2 separate regions of the Pan troglodytes genome follow, and region 1 is linked to region 2. A link is a contact called in public HiChIP or PLAC-seq data. All regions are on one chromosome and are shown on one strand. Each heading gives the region's core, a stretch centred on a gene start, on an enhancer-like site or on the middle of the called end of the contact. The rest is flanking DNA. Distances are from core to core; before and after follow the strand shown.

Evidence for each region. HiChIP or PLAC-seq counts read pairs in DNA pulled down with a chosen protein or histone mark.
Region 1: a contact with region 2 is called in an H3K4me3 HiChIP or PLAC-seq map of stem cell-derived excitatory neurons, with 6 times the contacts expected there. The contact joins the promoter of SMG6 here to the promoter of HIC1 in region 2. A contact is called at or near these places in 1 of 1 datasets of contacts at active chromatin or transcription factors (stem cell-derived excitatory neurons) and 1 of 1 other capture datasets (stem cell-derived neural stem cells).

Annotation. Positions count from the first base shown.
Region 1 is chr19:12,796,180-12,799,183 of NHGRI_mPanTro3-v2.0_pri, reverse strand. SMG6 (SMG6 nonsense mediated mRNA decay factor) reads left to right here and starts at 1,275. Exons shown (of 19, transcript XM_003315290.6): 1 at 1,275-1,482. The coding sequence starts at 1,395. SRR (serine racemase) reads right to left here and starts at 1,159. Exons shown (of 8, transcript XM_016931178.4): 1 at 1,098-1,159.
Region 2 is chr19:12,546,708-12,549,761 of NHGRI_mPanTro3-v2.0_pri, reverse strand. It overlaps HIC1 (HIC ZBTB transcriptional repressor 1), which reads right to left and starts at 1,616. Exons shown (of 2, transcript XM_016931176.3): 1 at 1,491-1,616; 2 at 1-63. The coding sequence starts at 43.

The DNA of each region.
Region 1 (3,004 bases), core at 26-2,525, 250 kb before region 2:
ATTAAAAAGTCAACCTGAGATCCACAGCAGTAATTTTTTTCAAGAATCCATAGTGACACAGAAATTCCCAAATTGACTTTTTTTTTTTTTGAGGCGGAGTCTCGCTCTGTTGGAGACTCCGGGGCTGGAGTGCAGTGGCGCGATCTCGGCTCACTGCAGTCTCCGCCTCCCGGGTTCAAGCGATCCGCCCGTCTCAGCCTTCCGAGTCGCCGGGATTACAGGTCCCAAATGGACTTATATGCCTCCTGATGTACTTCCTTCCACACGATTCCAACTATATCGTATCTAGTTTTTAAAAGTCAGGGGGCGGCCGGGCGCGGTGGCTCACGCCTGTAATCCCAGCACTTTGGGAGGCCGACGCGGGTGGATCACCTGAGGTCAGGAGTTCGAGACCAGCCTAGTGAAACCCCGTCTCTACAAAAAATACAAAAATTAGCCGGGCTTGGTGGCGTGCACCTGTAATCCCAGCTACTATAGGGAGGCTGAGGCAGGAGAATCGCTTGAATCCAGGAGGCGGAGCTTGCAGTGAGCCGAGACCGCGCCACTGCACTCCAGCCTGGGCGACAGAGCGAGACTCCGTCTAAAAAAAAAAAAAAAAAAAGAGGGTTTGGGGATGTGGCTTGCTGTAATGAAAAAGGCTTTGATAGGTTTTTATCCACGGTGTCACCCTGGGCAATTTACTTCCGTTCTCTGGGATTCAGTTTCCTAATCTTAGAAATTGGAATAGTAGAGAAGCTGAGGCGGGAGAAAAGCTTGAACCCGGGAGGCGGAGCTTGCAGTGAGCCGAGATCGCGCCACTGCACTCCAGCCCGGGAGTCTCCAACAGAGCGAGACTCCAACTAAAAAAAAAAAAAAAAAAAAAAAGGAATACTAATAACTCTTAGCAGATCTTCAAGGTCCCAAGTAATGGCCCGCGGCGCTAGGCCGGGCCTGTGGCGGGAGAGCCTGGCCTAAGGTGTCCAGAGGAGCCCAGGCTGAGGGGTGTCTCTGTCAACCCGAGTCCCAGACTAGCAGTGTCCTTGGTGTCCACGACAACAGCAACGGCAGCCACCGCCGCAAACGCCCGCCTGGCCTGGCACGGCCCGGCCTCGCCTCACCTCAGCTCACCGGCGCCGCACCTCCAGCTCCAGCCTCCGCGCGCCTCCCCGGCCGCACCTCTGCGCACGCGCAGCGCCCGCCCGCCCCACCCAGGCTCTCGCTCCGGTCCCGCCCCTCTGGAACCGGCGGCGGGCGCTTTTCCTCCCAGCGCGGCCACCGTCGTTCGGAAAGGGAGGGCGGCAGGGGGCGGGGAAAGGCCGGGAGGTGGGCGAGCGCGCGCGCCGCCCGTCTGTGGTGGTTTCCTGGCTGCGCGCGGCGGTGGCGGAGCCGCTACGGCTGTAGCAGCAGCCGCGAAGATGGCGGAAGGCCTGGAGCGTGTGCGGATCTCCGCGTCGGAGCTGCGCGGGATCCTGGCTACTCTGGCCCCGCAGGCCGGGAGCAGAGGTGAGTCGCGCCGCCCAGCTCCTGGGCCGGGCCTGCCCGCCCCGCCTCCCTCTCCTCCTCCTCTGCCTCCTCCCCGCTCGGCCCTGGGCTCCGGAGCCCCCGCCCCTTCCCCCAGCAGTAGGCGCTGGGGCCGCGGCGGACCCTCGCTGCCCTACCTCTCTCGCGGGTTAGTGCGGGGTCGGGCTCGGCCAGTCCTGGCCAGCTCCGGGAGAGCCTGGCCCGAATTCCTGCCTCCACCCTCTTTCTCGCCGCGAAGGTGACTGTTCCTTTTGCCCCAGCCCTCTCAGACCCGCCCCGGATTCCCAGGCATCGGGAGACGCGGAAAGGAGTGGGGTCTGGTGGAGGCCCCGGGAGTATCGCTCTCCAGGCCGCCCTCCGCGGGCCTGCCCCGGCCACCGCTTTAGCGTCGGAGAGAAGGAATTGGGGAGAAAGGTTTAAGAGCCTGCGACTTCGTTGCTGAACTTTTCCCCCCCAAGACAGGCTTCCGAAAGCTGCGCCACTGGAGGGATCCGGGACCTCAGACTACTCGGGTTTGGCCCTGGCATGTGTGGGAGCAGTTTTTATTAGAGAGAATGCTCAATTTGCAAGTTAATTTCAAGTCTCCAGCCACGTCAGGAAAGTAAGAAAGATTCTAAGTGTCTCACCTCTTCTGCGTTAGGCAATAGAGTTGTGTAGAATGGTAGCTGTGATAGGTGCCTTCTCTAGGTTTGCGGCCAGTCTGTGAAATTGGTTTTTGTTGATTAACATAATTGGATTATTAAGGCTATTTTCTCCCGCTGCTCTAGAAAGTAGTAGGAATAGCTTTCCCCATCCCCCCGCCCCCCACCAAGTTACAGACTGCCGAGGGTGAGCTATTCTTGGGTTAAACTGCTTTATCTTTGTGGATACTTCATGAACCTACCTTTTAAACTTATGAAAATAGTGAAGCACTATCCAAAACCTCAGTCTCTTTTCTTCCCCTTTTCCATACACCTACAAACAGTAAATGTACTTGCTGGAGCATATGATTCCTGTTTTGGGCTTGTTTGCATTTATATTTAGAGACCAATACTAGGATTAAAAACTTTTTTATTGTTGTTGTTATTATTTTTTGAGACGGAGTCTAGCTCTGTCGCCCAGGCTGGAGTGCAGTGGCGCGATCTCTGCTCACTGCAACCTCCGCCTCCCGGGTTCACGCCATTCTCCTACCTCAGCCTCCCGAGTAGCTGGGACTGCAGGCGTGTGCCACCACGCCCGGCTAATTTTTTGTATTTTTGTAGCGACGGGGTTTCTCCGTGTTGGCCAGGATGGTCTGGACTCCTGTCCTCGTGATCCGCCCGCCTTGGCCTCCCAAAGTGCTGGGATTACAGGCGTGAGCCACCGTGCCCGGCCAATTTTTTTGAGGCAGGGTCTCACTCTGTCTTCCAGGCTGGAGTGCAGTGGAGCGATCTCAGCTCACTGTAGCCTCCCCCTCCTGTGCTCAAGTGATCCTCCCACCTCAGCCTTCCGAGTAGCTGGAATTACAGACCTGCACCACCACACC
Region 2 (3,054 bases), core at 367-2,866:
GCAGCTGCCTGGAGTGACCGGGCGCCTCCATCGTGTCCAGCATCGTCTGCCCAGCACACTCTCCTGCGGGGACACACACCGGCCGGGTGAGAGCCGTGCGGCGCCCTGGCCGCCTGGCCCCAGCCCGGCACTTCTCCCCTCCACTTCCCCTTCCCTCAGCTGAGCGGGGGCATCAGCCCTGCGGCCTGGGCACCGGCGAAGGACCGGCTGCCCTCTGGAGTGGGAGCCCAGGCCGGCCCGCCCGGACCAGGAGAAGGAGCAGGAGGTGAGCGGCCGCCAGTGGAGGGGAGGCCAGGTCGGCCTGCACGCCCCAGGGCACCTGGCTGGGTGCTGGGGCTTCCGAGAAGAAAACTGTTCAGGCGCAGTGACCCTTTTGGAGACAGTTACCGGATTTAAGTAAAATGTCCGCTTCAGGAAAAGTCATTCAGGGCGGAGAAGTTTACCCAAGTAGGGAGAAAGGGAGCCGAGGAACCAGCGCCTCCCGCCTCGGGAGAAGTTGCCCCAGTTGGGGGAAGTGATACGGAGGAGGGGAGCGCGGTGCCCGCCCTGGCGCCGCCCTGGCCGGGGGCTGTCAACCCTCGGTCGGGGCCCGGGCGGCGGCCGCGCGGGGAGCGGAGGCAGCGGCTGCCGTGGCGGGCAGAGCGCGAAGGCCGGGCCCGGCGCGGGGAGGGCGTTATATCGGGGCAGGAGGCTGAGGCAGGAAGCAGGTGGGGGGGAGGGGGGAGCCACGCAGCTCCCAGGGGAGGGAGGGGGCAGCGCCCCGGGCGGGCACGGCGCACAGCCGGCTGCGGCCCTGACCCGGGCCTGCGCCCCACCCGCGTCCCGGCCTCGGCCTGGGCCCTACACGCGCGGGCCCGGCGCCTCCCTCCGCGGCTCCCCCGGCCCCTTCTCCCCCGGAACTCCGCCGCCCCAAACTTGGGGAAAAGTTTTCCAACTGCAGACAGGGCGGGAGGAGTGCGCCGGCCCCAGGCCCTCGGCTCGCAGCTCTTCCTCGCGGCCCCCAAATCTGGCGGCAGAGCCCGGAGCCGAGCCCTGAGCTCCCCTGCCCGCTGCTCGCCCGCCCGACCCCGTTCCCTTCCTGGCCCGCGGGGCCCCGCGGCCCGTTACCTGCGGTCCCGGCGGGCCGGGCTCCCCTCCCCGCGGCGGTGGCAGCTCTTAGCCGATGCCCCACCCGCCGCTGCCAGGCCCCGAGCTGTGCCAGGGCAGCGCCCCTGCCAGCCCCGCCCGCCAGCTCCCCTTCCCTTCCCCTCGCCTCTCCAGCCCATGTGCGGGCAGAGCCGGACCCGAGCCGCTGACCCCGCCGTGAACCCGGCGCGGAGCCGCGGCCCGGTGGTCCTGAGTCCGAAAGGGACGACACCCGGAGCCCTGAACGCCAGCCGCCAGCCGCGATGGGGCACCCGCGCCAGAAGATGCGCCCGAGGCGGCCGACGCACGAGGACCGGGCTGTCCCGGGTCCCCCATCCCTCCCGGTCCCCGGCTCGAGGACCCACCTGGGGGGCATGTCGAAAGCCCCGGGCCCGGCTGACGGCGGATCCAGGGGGGACGTGGCTGCGCTGCCCTCCGCCCGCCGGGCCCCCGGTCGGTCTGTCCTGCTGGTCCGTCCTCCCCGCGTCCTGGTCGCGTCTCAGCCCCGCCGCGCTTTCCGCACACTCTTATCTGGAGCGGCCCGGGCCGGCGGGCGCTGCTGCGGCTATGGCGCCACCTCGCGGGCGCGCAGGGCTCTGCGCGGCAGGCCGCTGCCTTCCTCCCGCGCACCTGAGCTGGAGGCGCACAGATGCTGAGCCCGCGGGGAGGGGCCCACCCTACCCGCAGGTTCGCCCTCCCACCTGTACCCACCTGGGACCCCGACCCCAGACACGCGAGTCCCAGAAACCCTGGGGCTTTGAGCTGAGCGCTCCCATGTACGTATTTCTAGGCACACAGCCCCAATTCGGAAAAGTCCTGCCCGCAAGCGCCGGACTCGGGTGGTGGGGGTGGAGGAGAGGTTATCCTGCGCAGTAGCCGAGCTCTCCTGGAACTCCCCGTAGACATTACTGTACGGCACTGTCCACTTGGACGCACTCCCCAACACACCCACCCTCAGGCGCATGGATTCGGTGTGCGCGGCATAAACTGATTTGTCCCCAGCCCTATCCAGGCACTGATACTAACAGGCGCTCATGTTTCCAGAAGCACACCCGCCCCTTCCCGCAGCCCTAGCGCTCTGGGATACTCCAGGGGCAGCCACGTAGGGCCCTCCGGGAACCTGGGCAGAGGTGTTACCCACACAGCCCGCCCTGAACTTTCGGGTCTCCTAAAGGAACCCACGACGAGTCATCAGGGCGACTGGAAGTGGCTGGACAGCGCCTCCGGGGGGTCCAAAGAAGTAACCATGGGGCCCTAGAATCCCCCTGTACGCCGTTTTGAAGAATCCCGCGTGGACTTTTTCTCCAACCCACCCGCCCGAAGGAAACAACAGGGGCGCCTGCGCCTGGGACCCCGCAAGGTCCCGCGCCCCACGTGAAGGTCAGGTTTGTGTGGGTGACGTCTCTTCTGGGAGAAAGGGGACCCCGCACTGTCGCGCCGCTGCTCGCAGTACTACTCCGGAAGTGGCCCCGTGCAGCCCCGCCGCGCACCAAGCCTCCTGCGAACGCCGGATCTCCGCGGCCCACGCTCCGCCTCCGCCCCGCACCTCCTGACCCCCGCCCACACACGGCGTGGAGCGGGGAGGGGGGGGGGTCCCCGAGAACTCCGCCGCTTCCGATTGGCTGCGCCTCCCTCCGCCGCGGAGCGCGAGGGGCTGGGGCGCTGCGTTACCATGGCAACCGATGAGGTGCGCCCAGATCCTGTCCCTCCGAGGCCTTGGAGAGCTTAGCAACCGCGCTCGCCGCCCCCCGCGCTGTCCTCTGGCCCCCATGGCCCCGCCAGAGGTACCGGCTGAGTCACCGGGCGAGGGGCAGCGGGCGCGGCTACCAGCGGCCCCCGAGCGACACCAAGGTCTCGGGCGCCCCCCGGAGGCTCCCTTTGCTGCGCAGGCGACTTCACGGCTTCGGTGCCTGGAGGAGGCTTCGGTCC